4 separate regions of the Mus musculus genome follow, and all the other regions are linked to region 3. Evidence: chromatin contacts called from public HiChIP or PLAC-seq data. All regions are on one chromosome and are shown on one strand. The core of a region is the stretch at or near the end of the contact, and the rest is flanking DNA. Distances in the headings are between cores, read along the strand shown.

What was found. HiChIP or PLAC-seq counts read pairs in DNA pulled down with a chosen protein or histone mark.
Region 1: a contact with region 3 is called in an RNA polymerase II HiChIP or PLAC-seq map of embryonic stem cells, with 17 read pairs. The contact joins the enhancer-like site here to the promoter of Lncenc1 in region 3. A contact is called at or near these places in 2 of 39 promoter capture datasets (the C10 cell line and the SN4741 cell line), 8 of 484 Hi-C or Micro-C datasets (conventional dendritic cells, embryonic fibroblasts, embryonic stem cells and 2 more), 16 of 115 datasets of contacts at active chromatin or transcription factors (astrocytes, bone marrow-derived macrophages, embryonic basal ganglia and 9 more) and 1 of 9 other capture datasets (embryonic stem cells).
Region 2: a contact with region 3 is called in an H3K4me3 HiChIP or PLAC-seq map of embryonic stem cells, with 12 read pairs. The contact joins the promoter of Hexb here to the promoter of Lncenc1 in region 3. A contact is called at or near these places in 1 of 39 promoter capture datasets (embryonic stem cells), 4 of 115 datasets of contacts at active chromatin or transcription factors (embryonic stem cells, large pre-B cells and memory CD8 T cells) and 1 of 9 other capture datasets (liver).
Region 4: a contact with region 3 is called in an H3K27ac HiChIP or PLAC-seq map of embryonic stem cells, with 17 read pairs. The contact joins the enhancer-like site here to the promoter of Lncenc1 in region 3. A contact is called at or near these places in 1 of 39 promoter capture datasets (fetal liver), 35 of 484 Hi-C or Micro-C datasets (B cells, CD4 T cells, CD8 T cells and 17 more), 15 of 115 datasets of contacts at active chromatin or transcription factors (DN3 thymocytes, embryonic forebrain, embryonic hindbrain and 6 more) and 1 of 9 other capture datasets (embryonic stem cells).

What each region holds. Positions count from the first base shown.
Region 1 is chr13:97,258,760-97,261,970 of GRCm38.p6, reverse strand. No RefSeq gene overlaps it. Among named protein-coding and RNA genes, the nearest start is that of Enc1, 19 kb to the right of the region's middle. Within about 2 kb of position 1,395, at least 23 of the 459 cell types and tissues checked have an H3K27ac peak or open chromatin away from gene starts, as enhancers often do. A contact at or near this core is called in embryonic stem cells, epiblast stem cells and stem cell-derived epiblast-like cells, where this site is marked.
Region 2 is chr13:97,196,541-97,199,772 of GRCm38.p6, reverse strand. It overlaps Hexb (hexosaminidase B), which reads left to right and starts at 1,416. Exons shown (of 14, transcript NM_010422.2): 1 at 1,416-1,747. The coding sequence starts at 1,512.
Region 3 is chr13:97,433,468-97,436,683 of GRCm38.p6, reverse strand. Lncenc1 (long non-coding RNA, embryonic stem cells expressed 1) reads right to left here and starts at 1,714. Exons shown (of 2, transcript NR_110432.1): 1 at 1,592-1,714.
Region 4 is chr13:97,223,717-97,226,910 of GRCm38.p6, reverse strand. No RefSeq gene overlaps it. Among named protein-coding and RNA genes, the nearest start is that of Enc1, 16 kb to the left of the region's middle. Within about 2 kb of position 1,785, at least 20 of the 459 cell types and tissues checked have an H3K27ac peak or open chromatin away from gene starts, as enhancers often do. A contact at or near this core is called in embryonic stem cells, kidney and liver, where this site is marked.

The DNA of each region.
Region 1 (3,211 bases), core at 146-2,645, 170 kb after region 3:
TTTATAAAGGCAGCCATTTAATTGAGGCCAGCCTGTAGTTTGAAAAGTTGAGTCCATCATCCTCAGGGTGGCGAGCATCAGCAGTGTGCAGGCAGACATGGTGCTGGAGAAGCCCAGAGTTCTACATCTTGATATGAAAGCAGCCAGGAAGGGACTCTGATTCCACACTGGGCAGGGCTTGAGCACAGGAAGACCTCGATGCTCGCCAACACGGTGCTACATTTCCTCCAATAAGATCACATCTGCTGCAATAAAGCCACGCCTCCTAATAGTGCCACTCCCTATGGCCAAGCATTCAAACACATGAGTCTAGGGGGACGGGGGGGGGGGGGGGGACGGGGGGGGGCAAACCTATTCAAACCACTAGGAGATCCTTGGCTATACTGAATCCAGCCTGCTATCAAATTCCAGGACGCTATCAAAATAAATAAACAAACAGCATGCGAAGAAGAGGGAAAGAGTTCCAGGGAACCTGGGGAGAGCTTGTGGGACACTGCACATGTCTGAGCTCTGTGAAGTAGGCTGAAGACAAAAGCAGTGTTGAGAATACCAGTGGTTCCCCGGGGGGGTGGGGGTGGGGGTGGGGGGGTGGGCGGGGGGGGGGCGTTGCTGGGCAGGAACGGCTGCATGTACCTTTCTGCTGCATCTGTCCTGGAAGCTCTATCCTGTGAGCTTCCCAGCATAGACTCTGACAAGCTCTAGTGTACCTGTGAGCAGAATTATCTCAGCCTTGCTAAACCTGAAGAGATGGTCAAATCTCTCTTTTTTCCTGACCTGCCCTCTTTTGGTCTGCCATAGAGGGTGTTACGGTTAGAATCTGGTATGTCCCCCGCAGGCTCATTTTGAGAATCTGGTTCCCAGCTAATGGCACTGTTTGGATGTGGAACCAAAAGTGGGGTCTGGCTGGTAGGCAAAGGTCACCAGGGGTGGAGCTTGAGGGTTATAGCCCGGCCCTCCTTCAAGTCCTGACTCCGCCTCCTAATCTGCCAGGATGTCACCCTGCTGTCTCCTTTCTTATTGCTCTGCTAACAGGGGTGAGGCAGCCAGCGTGCCTTCTCCATTGTGATGGGATCTACCTCCTGGCAGACACTTCAAAAGGAGGGGTTGCCATTCACAAAGGCTCATGCAATTGAGTTACAAAAAGGAAAAAGAAAAAAAAAATTTTTTTAATCTTGTGTTTTAAGTAAGTTTGAAGTTTTCTATTGAGCTGTGCACATACATGTGTCTGTGAGCCAAAAGTTAAATCTCTCTCTCTCTCTTGGTTCACTTCTGTCCGGTGTTTCATTACAGTGTTGGGAAAGTAGAACAAATGGCAAACGCCTGATCCCTATGGGCCAGGTCCAATTACAGCTGCCAGGCCTCACCTCAGGCTGCTTCCTTCTACTCTGACCCTGAGCTATCAACTACAAGTATCTTCAGGAGACCCCTGGCTCTCAGCAAGGGAAGGGCCTCGGAGGCTGGAGACACTGAATGGCAGCTAGCTAACAGTGGCCACCCAGGAACTTCAGAACTCCTCTGTCTTTGGACTTGGCTCAGGGAAGGCTAGAGAAGAGATAAGTGCCGCTGAAATGTTGCATAGGCCTCATACCTTGAGCACAACCTGCCCAGGGCCTTCTCTCTCTCTCCAGTTTGCTGGATGCAAAGGGCCCCGGTATCTGCACCCTGTCACTGTGCCTTGGTAAGCCACCCCATCCCCTCTTTCCCCCCCGCCGAGCCTGTCTTGGACACTTTTCTATTCTCGTGATAAAACACCATAACCAGAGCAGCTTAGAGAGAAAAAGGTTTAATTGCAGCATACAGTCCTAGCCCACTGTGCCGAGACTTCCTGGAAGTAATTCAAGGCAGGAACCTGGAGGCAAGTACTGAGCAGGGTCCCTGAAGGACTGCTGCTGCTGCTGCTGCTGCTGCTGCTGCTGCTGCTGCTGCTTACTGGCTCACCTTCCCGGCTTGCTCAGTCTGCTGTTTCACCTTCCCAGGGATGGTACCACCCACGATGGGCTGAGCCCTCTCACATCGGAAAACAGACTTGCCTATGGACCAACCTAATGGAGCAATTTCTTTGACTGTAGTAGTTCCCTCTTCCCAGAGATGCCCAAGATGAAAGGGGCCTCCTCGCTGAATGTTGGAGCTGCCCGGGCCAGTGCGGACTAAGATTGAACTAACTGCTCTGCTTCCTCCAGCAGCTTTAGTCAACCCGAGCAGAACTCCTGGAGAGAGCCTCTGTCCTTCCTAGTTGGCACCGGCAGACTCCTTCACTTTTTTGGGCTGTCTTCTCCAACCAAACAACCAAACGATGAAACGGATCTCTAGGCACATATGAACGGTTGCACAAATCATGGTATTTATGGCAGTTGCTTTCCGCCCCAAGGAAACAAAACATATTGCAATAACTAAACGCTGAATGCTAGACACGGTGGGAGGGCGATGCAGGACTTACTCTAGATCACACGCTGCATCGCTGTCGCTGCCCGCCGCCCGCTGCTGCAGGCAGACCCAGTCGGGGTCCCGCAGACTCTACAGGAGTGGGTGTGACATGCCGCTGCCGCTAACCTAAGCTATGAGTGGGTTCTGACACTGAGTTGTAGTGTGCTCTGTCTGTGATGCTCTGACTGCTGGCTGGGCTCCTCCTTAGCCATCTGCACTTGCTGTCCTTTGCTTTCTCTTTCTCCAGAGTTAAACCCAGGACTTTGCCCGTGCTAGGCAAACATGGTACCTGCCTACATCTCAGCTTCCCATGGTGCTGACCTGATTTGGGATCCTGAAGCCCTTCTGAACACAGTGTTTTGGGGTTTTTTAATGAGATTTTTTTTAATGGATGTGATTGATGACATGTTGGCCATTGCTACTCAACCTCACCTATGGCACGGCACTATCTCTCCCTCGATATCAAGGGGATGCGCACAGCCCTTACATTCTGCCTTGCTCTCCCTGGGACCAGACTCTGTTGCTGAAACTACAAAGGGGCTTCCAGCACCCAAGAGGCTTCACTAGCACGCAAAAGAGCCTCATTTCACACCTGTGAGTCCAGACACTTAGGTGGAAGACCAACTAATGTGTTTCATAAAGTCACAGGGGAAGTTTACTGTTTCCAGGACATGGTGTGTATGGTGTTTTGTAATGCGGTGGCATGGTGCAGCAGGAGGGCGTTCCTTAGGGGGACTGAGGCATCATTGCCCCCAGGTACCAACAGGGTAAGAAGGGAGTGTGGGAA
Region 2 (3,232 bases), core at 167-2,666, 240 kb after region 3:
ATAATTCGGGTTATATTTCTGTGCTCTTGTAGGATACAACCCAATTTTTGAACTACTTAGCAGTCTTCTTTTTTTTTAAAAAAATTTTTTTTTCCTGTGTGTGTATTAGTCAGGGTTCTTTAGAGTCACAGAACTTATAGAATGTCTCCAAATATTAAGGGAATTTACTGTGATGACTTACAGCCTGTAGTCCAACTAACCCAACAATGGTCAGCTGTGAATAGGAAGTCCAAGAGTCTAGTAGCTGCTCAGGCCCACGAGGCTCATTGTTTCAGCTGGTCTTCTGCAGAAGTAGGTTCTAACAGATGTGTTGGCAACTAAGTGCAAGCAGGCGAAGAATGAATCCTCCTTCTTCCAAAGTCCTTATGTAGGCCTCAGCAGAAGGTGTGGCCCAGATTATAAGGTAAATACCAACAGGCTTGGATCTGGGACTTGCTTTGTTCCAGGCTGACCTTGAACTCAAAGCTCTCCTTGCCTCATTCTCCTGGGATTAAAGGTGTGTCCTACCTAGCCTGGGCCTAAGCTTTTCATGGCCACTATGTCTCAAGATCTCTGTGTCAAGATCTAGGTCAGAATCTTGTGTCTCCCAGCCTCAAGATCTGGATCACAGGTGAGCCCTCTAATTCTAGATTGTAGTTCATTCCAGATATAGACAAGATGACAACCGGGAATAGCCCCCACAATGTGTATGGGTGTTTTATCTGTATGTACATCTGTGTACCACATGCGTGCCTGGTAACCTCAGAGGCCAGAAGGGTGAAGTATTCCCTGGGACTGGAGTTATTGGCAGTTGTGAGCCACCAAGTGGGTGCTGGAAATTGACCCCCCCCCCCGGTTCTTTTTGAGAACAGAGTTCTTAACTGCTGAGCCATCTCTCCAGCAATCTTCTAGCATCTATTTACTTACTAAGTTGCCTTCCTGTGATTAGACATACTGTAATCTCTGATTACACATATGCACGTTCGCCCTAGCTAATCGTTATAAAGGTCCTTGGAAAACTATACATCGACATTAATCTCCACTACAGAAATATTCTCTTTGTATCACTTTAATATTTATGTAGTCCATCGCGTCTATCCCAAGTTTTAAATGCTCCCCCTATCTATTTTTTTTTCCATGCATAAATTTTAACCTCCCATTACTTCCAAAGTCAACTCCTGGGAATTCTGACTCGGGAGGTTTTATCAATCAGAGTCCACCACCGTCAGATTTAGTGACAAAAACACTACCTGAAGAGTGGAGGAAGAGACAGGTCTTGCCTGTCAGTGGGCTGCACAAACAAGTTCCTCAGGCGTGACAGGCGTGAGCCACACCCCAGCATCCCGGCTAGAGCGCGACCGCCTCTGCACCGAGCCTGCCCCCAATTTCCGGGCCAATCCCCTCTCGGAGGCGGAGCCCGGGCGGGGAGCTCGGTCATCTGACTTGGTGACCCGGGCACGGATGCTTTCTTCCCAGCGACCCAGACTGGAAGGTTGGTCCAAAGACTGCCTAGCCAGACTCGCGGAGCAGTCATGCCGCAGTCCCCGCGTAGCGCCCCCGGGCTGCTGCTGCTGCAGGCGCTGGTGTCGCTAGTGTCGCTGGCCCTAGTGGCCCCGGCCCGACTGCAACCTGCGCTATGGCCCTTCCCGCGCTCGGTGCAGATGTTCCCGCGGCTGTTGTACATCTCCGCGGAGGACTTCAGCATCGACCACAGTCCCAATTCCACAGCGGGCCCTTCCTGCTCGCTGCTACAGGAGGCGTTTCGGCGGTGAGCAGCCCCACCCAGCGGGGAGGGGACCTTGGGCACAGAGAAGGATCGCCGGGCTACTTGGGTCTCACAGGACTGGAAGACAGCATGACTAGCCAGTCTAACTTAGGTCCAAACTTTGCAGACTGAAGCCCAAGACTTGACCTGTTCATGCTTCTTCTTTCGCGCCCTAGGTGCTCAGGGACCCTACTTAGGATGGGTTCCGAATAACAACGGCCGGGCGTGGTGGCGCACGCCTTTAATCCCAGCACTCGGGAGGCAGAGGCAGGTGGATTTCTGAGTTCGAGGCCAACCTGGTCTACAGAGTGAGTTCCAGGACAGCCAGGGCTATACAGAGAAACCCTGTCTCCAAAAACCAAAACAAAACAGAATAACAATGGAACCCGTGACTCTGCTGGAGTCAGTTTGTTGGGCCTCAGATGGGCAGTTGAGATGACTCCAAAGATAGGGAGGGAACAAGGTCCTAGCCTGCAGAGTGAACCTCCTCTGAGTGCATCCTTAGATACGGATCTTTTAAGGGCCCTAGGTATCCCCAGTGTCGCTTTCAGCTCCGTATGTGGCAACAATTCAGATATCTTTAGTCTCTTCAGTTTTTTTTTCGTTAAGTGTATATGACTGCATGAATTTATGTGTACCGCATGTGTGGAGATACCTGCAGATGCCCAGGGCATGAAATTTTGGAGTGAGCCCCTAATGCGGGTGCTGAGAGCCGAACCTGGGTCCTCTGTAAGAGAGTAAGAGTTCTAAACCTCTGAGCTCTGGGGTGGTAGTCAGGGGAATGGGGGAAACCTTAAGTTGAAACTTTATAGGAGACCTCCCCCTTCCGAGCTATGTTCCATACCTAATAATGTTAGGTATTCAAATGTTAGTCTTTCCAAATGGCCTTTCAAGTGGCTCTTAAGTAACATCTGCTTTTCTTCTTGTTTTCCCAACACTTGGCAGTAGTTGCTCTGTCTTCCTCTCTAATAGGTTTCCTAAAAACCCTTGCCTCATTTAGCACTTAACTGTCAAGCCGGGCATTCTCTGGGCACAGAGTGCCAGCCATAGGTAGGCACCCTTGCCAAGAACAGGGGCTGTGCTAACCTTATTGGTTGCAGGGTAGATTGTATTTGGGACGGTATTTGAATGGGATCCCCCCTCTGCCCTCTCGATTTGAGACCTGGGCGGAAGGGTCTGCCCCCTGGGAACTGTAATTTGGTGCTAGCTGTGTCGCCTGCTTTCACTTCTTCTCTGTGTCTGGTGCATATAGCTATAACTTGATTTTGCCTGCAGGACACCAAACAGCTGACCAGGGAATGCAAAACAAAGTTAAGGGTGGGTGTTTTAGGCTCTTTGCTGTGGAAGGTTCAGTGGAAGAGGCCCTGATGCAGCAGAAACAGCGGGGGTTCTCTGCCACAGAAAGGCTAATGCTTTGCTTATAATTTGCACAACTAAGAGGGTACTGTCACCCTATTTTGGAGGCCTGCTCTAAAAAGCCTTTGGAGT
Region 3 (3,216 bases), core at 465-2,964:
GAATCTGCTCAGGAGAGAAGCTTGTGCCCTGCTCACTGCCTGGCATGCGCCTTTAGTGGAGAGAATTTTGTTAGCCTTCTTGTCTCTTTTAAGCTAGCTAGTCCTAACGTGGCCAGTCCTCCAAAGCTCAGGCGCTCCATACCTTATGGGCAGAAGAGATTGTTATTGCTTGCACTGAGCTTCACAAAGGAAATCTTTTAGTACATACTTCACCAGTCGGCCTTCCTCAGAACTGAAATGCAAAGACAGAATGGAGGAGTTGGACAGAAGGTTGCAAACATTTACATGACAAACTAGCCTCTCAGAATCCACCAGGGGAACCAGTCACCAGTATTCTAGTACTTTCCTGTCATCTACAAAAATCACTCACAGTCTTTACTAAATACGATTTATAAAAAATGGCCCCTGCAGCTGCCGCAGATATCTCCTAGGCCGGCAGAGATGGGAGGGCGGGACTCGGCTAGAGCTAGAATCCTTGCGGTCTCCGGGCTACGACCAGGCAACAGCTTTCCCAGGACGATCCTAGGAAGAAGGCAGGATGCTCCCCTGGGGAGTTCCGGGGGGCAGGGGAGCTCTGCCTGGACCTAGAGATGGCTGCATCCCAGCAGGGTGGTGACCTTTTGTTTCTACTGGTTTTCAAAGACACCAAGGTTTTGTTCTTAATTCACACGCGCGTGCGCGCGCACACGGGAGAGAGGGAAGGGGGCGGGGAAGAAGGAGTGAGAGAGAAGAGAGAATTAGGACCCAACTAATCCAGCAACAAGCTTGTCCTGGCACCTTGAGAGGTTAACCAATTTCACTCTCCTGTAACTGGAGCGAAGCCTTTCTTTTCTCCCTGAGGGGGACAGAACAGGGTCCCCTCTCTGCAGCCCCCACCCCACCCCCCAGAGACTCAGCTTTCCTGAACAATAACCCAACTGTCTGGACAGGATGGGAAACTGTCTCAGTGAGTTGGGAGCCCACCCTTGTACAAACCCAGACATGCACAAAAAGTTCCGCGTTTCACCGCAGGAAGTGAGGACGGTGGCTTCAGGCATCATTAATCATTTTGAAGCGATTATTCTTAAAAGGGAGTGAAAAAAAAATACAAAGATGCAGCTTGAGTTAGTCATGCCCAATAAAAATCAGCACTTCTCCAAATCGTATTTCCCTGAATCCATGTGGAACGTTTAAGAGCACTCTCCACTGACAAGAGTCCAGACCAGATAGGGAGTCTGTTTCCTCTGTAATTAGAACTCCCTCAAATACTTGGGACCTGACAGGGCTAGATAGGGAAGGGCGCGTGGGGTAGCGGCGAAGCTTTATTTCCTCTGCCTTCCAGCCCAGGAATGCACAACACATTTTAACAAGAAGATAAAGCAAGAACAATTTAGGGTTTTGCGTCCTCGGGGAATCTTTTTTACACCCCCCCCCCAATTGAAATTCCGTAAAACAAAGCTAAGAACAATCCTGCTTTGTCTCCTAATTGAGCTAGGGAACTGTGAAATCCCCTACCCCACCCCCATCACCTCACCAGGCCCCGAGCCCAGCAGGCAGGGGCCGGGAAAGCAGTAATTCCCAAGATTGCCTGCCCCATGGGGTGGGTGCTTACAGAGCAGGTCCATCCTGAGCGGTCATTCAAATCTGCTCACCCTTACAGGAAACACGCCCCGGTCCAGGCCTTTGAAGTAACAGTGTGTCACCAGCAGAAGGAAAGTGATCGCTAGAAAATGAAATCTACTCCATCCTTTCAAAGACATTGCATTTCCTGTGATTCCTGGGTCCAGAGGAAATGCACTCGATGAAATTGAATTAATTTTTTTTTTCCTCCTGAAGTCACCTGGTCTGCCAGAAGCCTCTCTCATCAGTTCCCTCTCACTGAGCCATTGGCCGAGTCCCCAATTTATTCATTTATTTCTTAATCGAGATATCTAGAGCAGAAATCACAGGATATATGTAGAAAACTGCCCCCCTCTTACCATGGCTCCCTCCTCACTCCTGCAGACACTTCACAGGTAAGTGAGCCTAGGGGCTGATGCCACAACCTTCCTCTCCATCCCCCGGGACCATGTTTGTCTATTTTGTTGGTCAGATTTGATTATTATTTGTCATTTTTCTCCTAGCTTAGCCCCCCCCCCCACACACAGAGTTTTTGTACAGTCCCAGGAAGACCCTTAAAAATGTGCTGAGTCACACTGACTTCTAGGAGTTTCAGGGAGGAGCAGGTATCTATCTGTAACCCTGTAGACTGATATTAAAGAGCCTAAGCCGGGTAACCCGAGTGTCCACAGGGGCATGCGGGGCAGCCTGGGGTATTCAGTCAGAGCCAAAACAGGGCAAAGACGTTTGGAAGATGGGATGTAAATGTTCATTTAGGCCGAAAGATGGTGTCCTGCAGTGCAATTAGGACCCAGCCTGGGAAGTCAATGCCCCAGCGGCTAGAGGAGAGAGCTGAAAAAGGAAACCCGCAGCAGAGATGGCAGATGGGTAAAGAGTTACATCATCCAGAGAGGGCAGTCAGGTAAGGAAGAATTTTAAGGATATCAGAAAGACTAGATTGGAAATGGATGTTAATATGAATAGTGTTCAATGGATAAAGATAAATACAAAACTAAGCATTACTCTGTGTTGGTTTTCAGACCGTGGACAAAGCGTTGAGGTGCATATTTAACATACCAAAGTGGATCTGGCCTTCAGGTTCTCCCAGCATCCTTCAGTCTCAACCTGGGTCTCTACCTACCCTCTACATATCCTCTACACATTCCGCTGGCATATCTCCCTCCCTTCTGTCTCCCTCCCCACGGTGACTTTCCTGGCCTCTATCCTTGGGATCGGTGAACTCACTAACCCAGGAAAGGTTTTCCAATAACCTGCCTTTAGATATACTCTAATCTGGCTTAATTTGGCTCGTTTCATGAAATAACTTTTGCTTGTTTGTTTGTTTGTTTGTTTGTTTGTTTTTCGAGACAGGGTTTCTCTGTGTAGCCCTGGTTGTCCTGGAACTCACTCTGTAGAGCAGGCTGGCCTCAAACTCAGAAATCCACCTGCCTATGCCTCCTAAGTGCTGGGGAAATAACTTATTGCTCTGTAATGAAGTATTTAGGAAAAAGGGATGCTAAAGGGTGATATTTTCAAAGTTTCATGTATCCCAGGCTGGCCTCATACCCACTGTGTTGGATCTTGGGACATCTTTGAAGTTCTGACCCTCTTTCTCCTGCTTCTTGGGTGCTGGGATTG
Region 4 (3,194 bases), core at 536-3,035, 210 kb after region 3:
GCAGCAAAAAAAACAATATGCTGTATTTTAAAGAAACCGATTCCCCTTTATACAACAAAGCCAACACTGTGGCCATCATTATTGTTCTTGCTTTATATGTTATTACCTAAAACTTCTCTGTATAATAGGAAGCCTTTTCTGGGTGTATGTGCCTTGCTGGTATATATTTTTGAGCTATACCTTTAATAAACACTAGGCGATTGTGACTGTTATAATTGAGGAAGATCATTGTGATTATTAATAAGAGAAAATTCTTCTCAAAACCTCTGAAATAAGGAAGGAAGGAAAATAGTATTTGATCAAATATACTTCACTCTAAGGTTCACATGTTGTCTTTTCCAATTAGGACCTACCAGGGGTAGATAGGCTAAGAGTTCGGGGGTTAAGGCTGATGACTGACAGTTAGTGAATAAAGAGGACATGTATTTGAAAAGAAGCAAGAAGCAGTAGATGACAGGGTTTCAGAGGAGAGAAAGGGGAGAGCAATTGTATTATAATCTCATAAGCAAGAGAAATTATTAAAAACCAAAGAAAGTGCTTGCTGAGCCACCTTGAGGACCAGTGTTTAGACCCCACATAACAAGCTGAGAGTCCTACTAAGAACTGTGATCCAATACCCTCCTCTGGCCTCCCATACTATGATGAGCTCATACACTCTCTGTCTCTGTCTCTGTCTCTCTCTGTGTCTCTCTTTCTCTGTCTGTCTCTCTCTCTCTCTGTCTGTCTGTCTCTCTCTCTGTCTCTTTCTCTGTCTCTCTTCTCTCTTTTTCTGTACCTCTCTCTATTTCTCTCATACATACACAAATAAATAAATAATTTAAAAAAGGAACTACTACTCACATCTGTGCCCAACTAATGTGATATTGTACTGAATTATTCATTTTAATGCTTCCTAAGGCTGGCGAGATGGCTCAGCTGGTAAAGACTATTGCCACTAAGCCTGACCAGGTTCGACCCCTACCAGCTCCCAAGGGGTGGCCTCTAACTTACAGCATGGCACACACACAAAATAAATAAGTGTGATTAAAAATATAGCTTCCTAAATCTCTTCTACGTGTACTTAGTCAGCATGTTATTGTCCTAATGGGTAATTGTTTTAACTCCATTAAAATAATGACTCTCATTTGTATTATTTTTCACATGTACAATATCATTTAGTCTCAAAAAAAATGCAAACGTCTCAAAATGATCTCCATTTATGGATAAGAACACCAGTGTTTAGAAAGATCTGGTTATGTGCCTGAGGTCTCTCAGCTGTCAACAGCAAATCCGAGACTCCAGCTGAAGTTACCTGTTACATAAATATTCTAATTAAAAAAGGAAACCAGGGCATTTTGAAAAATTCTTCAAGGAAAAGAAAATATTCCGAGTAACCTAGAAAAGGCTATCCAATGGCTACTTCATCAATCACGGCAAGGACACTTAACAGGAAGGAAACCTGAGGAGAGTGGGGCCACCTTGGGGCTGGTCTAAGCAGATCCAAAAGAAACACGCACTCAGCTCCTTAAAACCCCACAGCTTAACCGAAGCGGCCTCCCGGGAAGCAGCACAAGGAGAGGCGCGCGCATAGCATCTTCCATCTTCCCCCGCGCTGGTGCTACTGGCCAACCGCACGCCACCTTCCGCCTTCATTGCTTCCCTTGGTCACTGCATAAACCTTCCTACTACGAATTGAATCGTTTTAGTCTTTCAGCTGCGCCTGAGCAGTTACTTCTGTCAACACAGGGATAGGAGGCAGAACAGACTTTCAAGGTTGAAAATTAAAATAAAGCGAGTGGGTGTGCATGCATACGTGAGTGCTTGCGGGCTTTTGTTGTTCCTGTCTCAGTCTCATGAACTAACTAGTCACTCCTCCCCCTGAGGACCTGTGTAGAGACCCTCATCATCACCTCTGGCCACGTTGTTATCTTTGTTGGCTCTATATACCAAACACTCTGGTCTGGAGACCTGCGTTCACACTTTCCAAAAATCACATGATCAGGCTCTCTCTCTCTCTCCCTCCCTCCCTCCCTCTCCCTGCCCCCCCCCCCACCACCACGCACAAGTCTCTCCTTCAATGTCTAGACTCTAAGCTAACAAGTCCCCTCCTCCTGCCTCACTCTGCCTCATTTTTCTCCAGAACTCCACCTCGTGAGTAGAGTCCTGATACTCCAGCCTCCATCTCCCAAGTGCTAGGATTACAAGACTGTGTCACCATTTCAGCTTTACTTAGTGCTGGGTATCAACCCCAGGGCTTTGTGCATTCTAAGCAAGCCCTCTAAGGACTCGGCTACATCCACATCCTTTCCCTCGGTCACATTTTGTAACAAATCCCTGATACTTTGTAACGAACCTCTGTACTCTATACTCTTCTTTGACTGCTCACTATTAACTCGGCCTCCCAGGTTGTCAGGCGTCCTTTGTCCCCAGCCTCCCCCTTTGCTGTGTGTACAAAGTCCAGGCTTTCCTGTTCAGTTTCAAATTGAGCAACATAGTCTCTGACTCCGATACACTGGTGTTCCCCAAACCTCCAAGGCAGGTGTTCACACATCTGGACGATGGCAGATAATTGACTTCCAGAGATGTCAGCTGTCTTTAGGCCCAGAATAAGGGGCTCCAGAACCTTTGGCTGGGGAACATTCTAGTGTCTGTGAGCTGAGCACCACAGCACCGGGGACTTTATCAGACGTAGCTGGACGCATCCTAGGGACACGTCTGGAAATAAGGAGAATGAAGACCAAGGCACCTGAATTTGAAGACCAGCACCCTCTGGCAAATTGCCAGCTCCCAGAGGTCTCTGATGCTTCTCAGTGAGCACTCTCCTGGAGGACCACCAACCGTGTCAATTAGGAAAGGAGCCTGTGCAGTTAGGAAGTTGATGTTGTTCAGAGAGAGGCCTGGCCCTTGCCCTTAGCTTCTGTCTTCATTTAGAGGCAGTGCCCAGACCCACCACAGTGCAAAGTGGGAGCTTCCCGGTGAGAAAGACCGACCAAGTGATTTACGGTGGGGGCTTTAGCATCACATCTGGGTCATCCTGGATGCTGAAATGGACCAGATCCACATTCGATCAAGCCTGTAAAATGGGGTCCTGATAAAACCTCTGAACACCAAGGTTTAGGTGAGTTTTCCTGTCTGATAATAGTCCTGTGTACTGTCAGACAGTACACAGTGTCACACAGCGCATCAGCGACAGAAAGATGTGGACTGAGTATGGT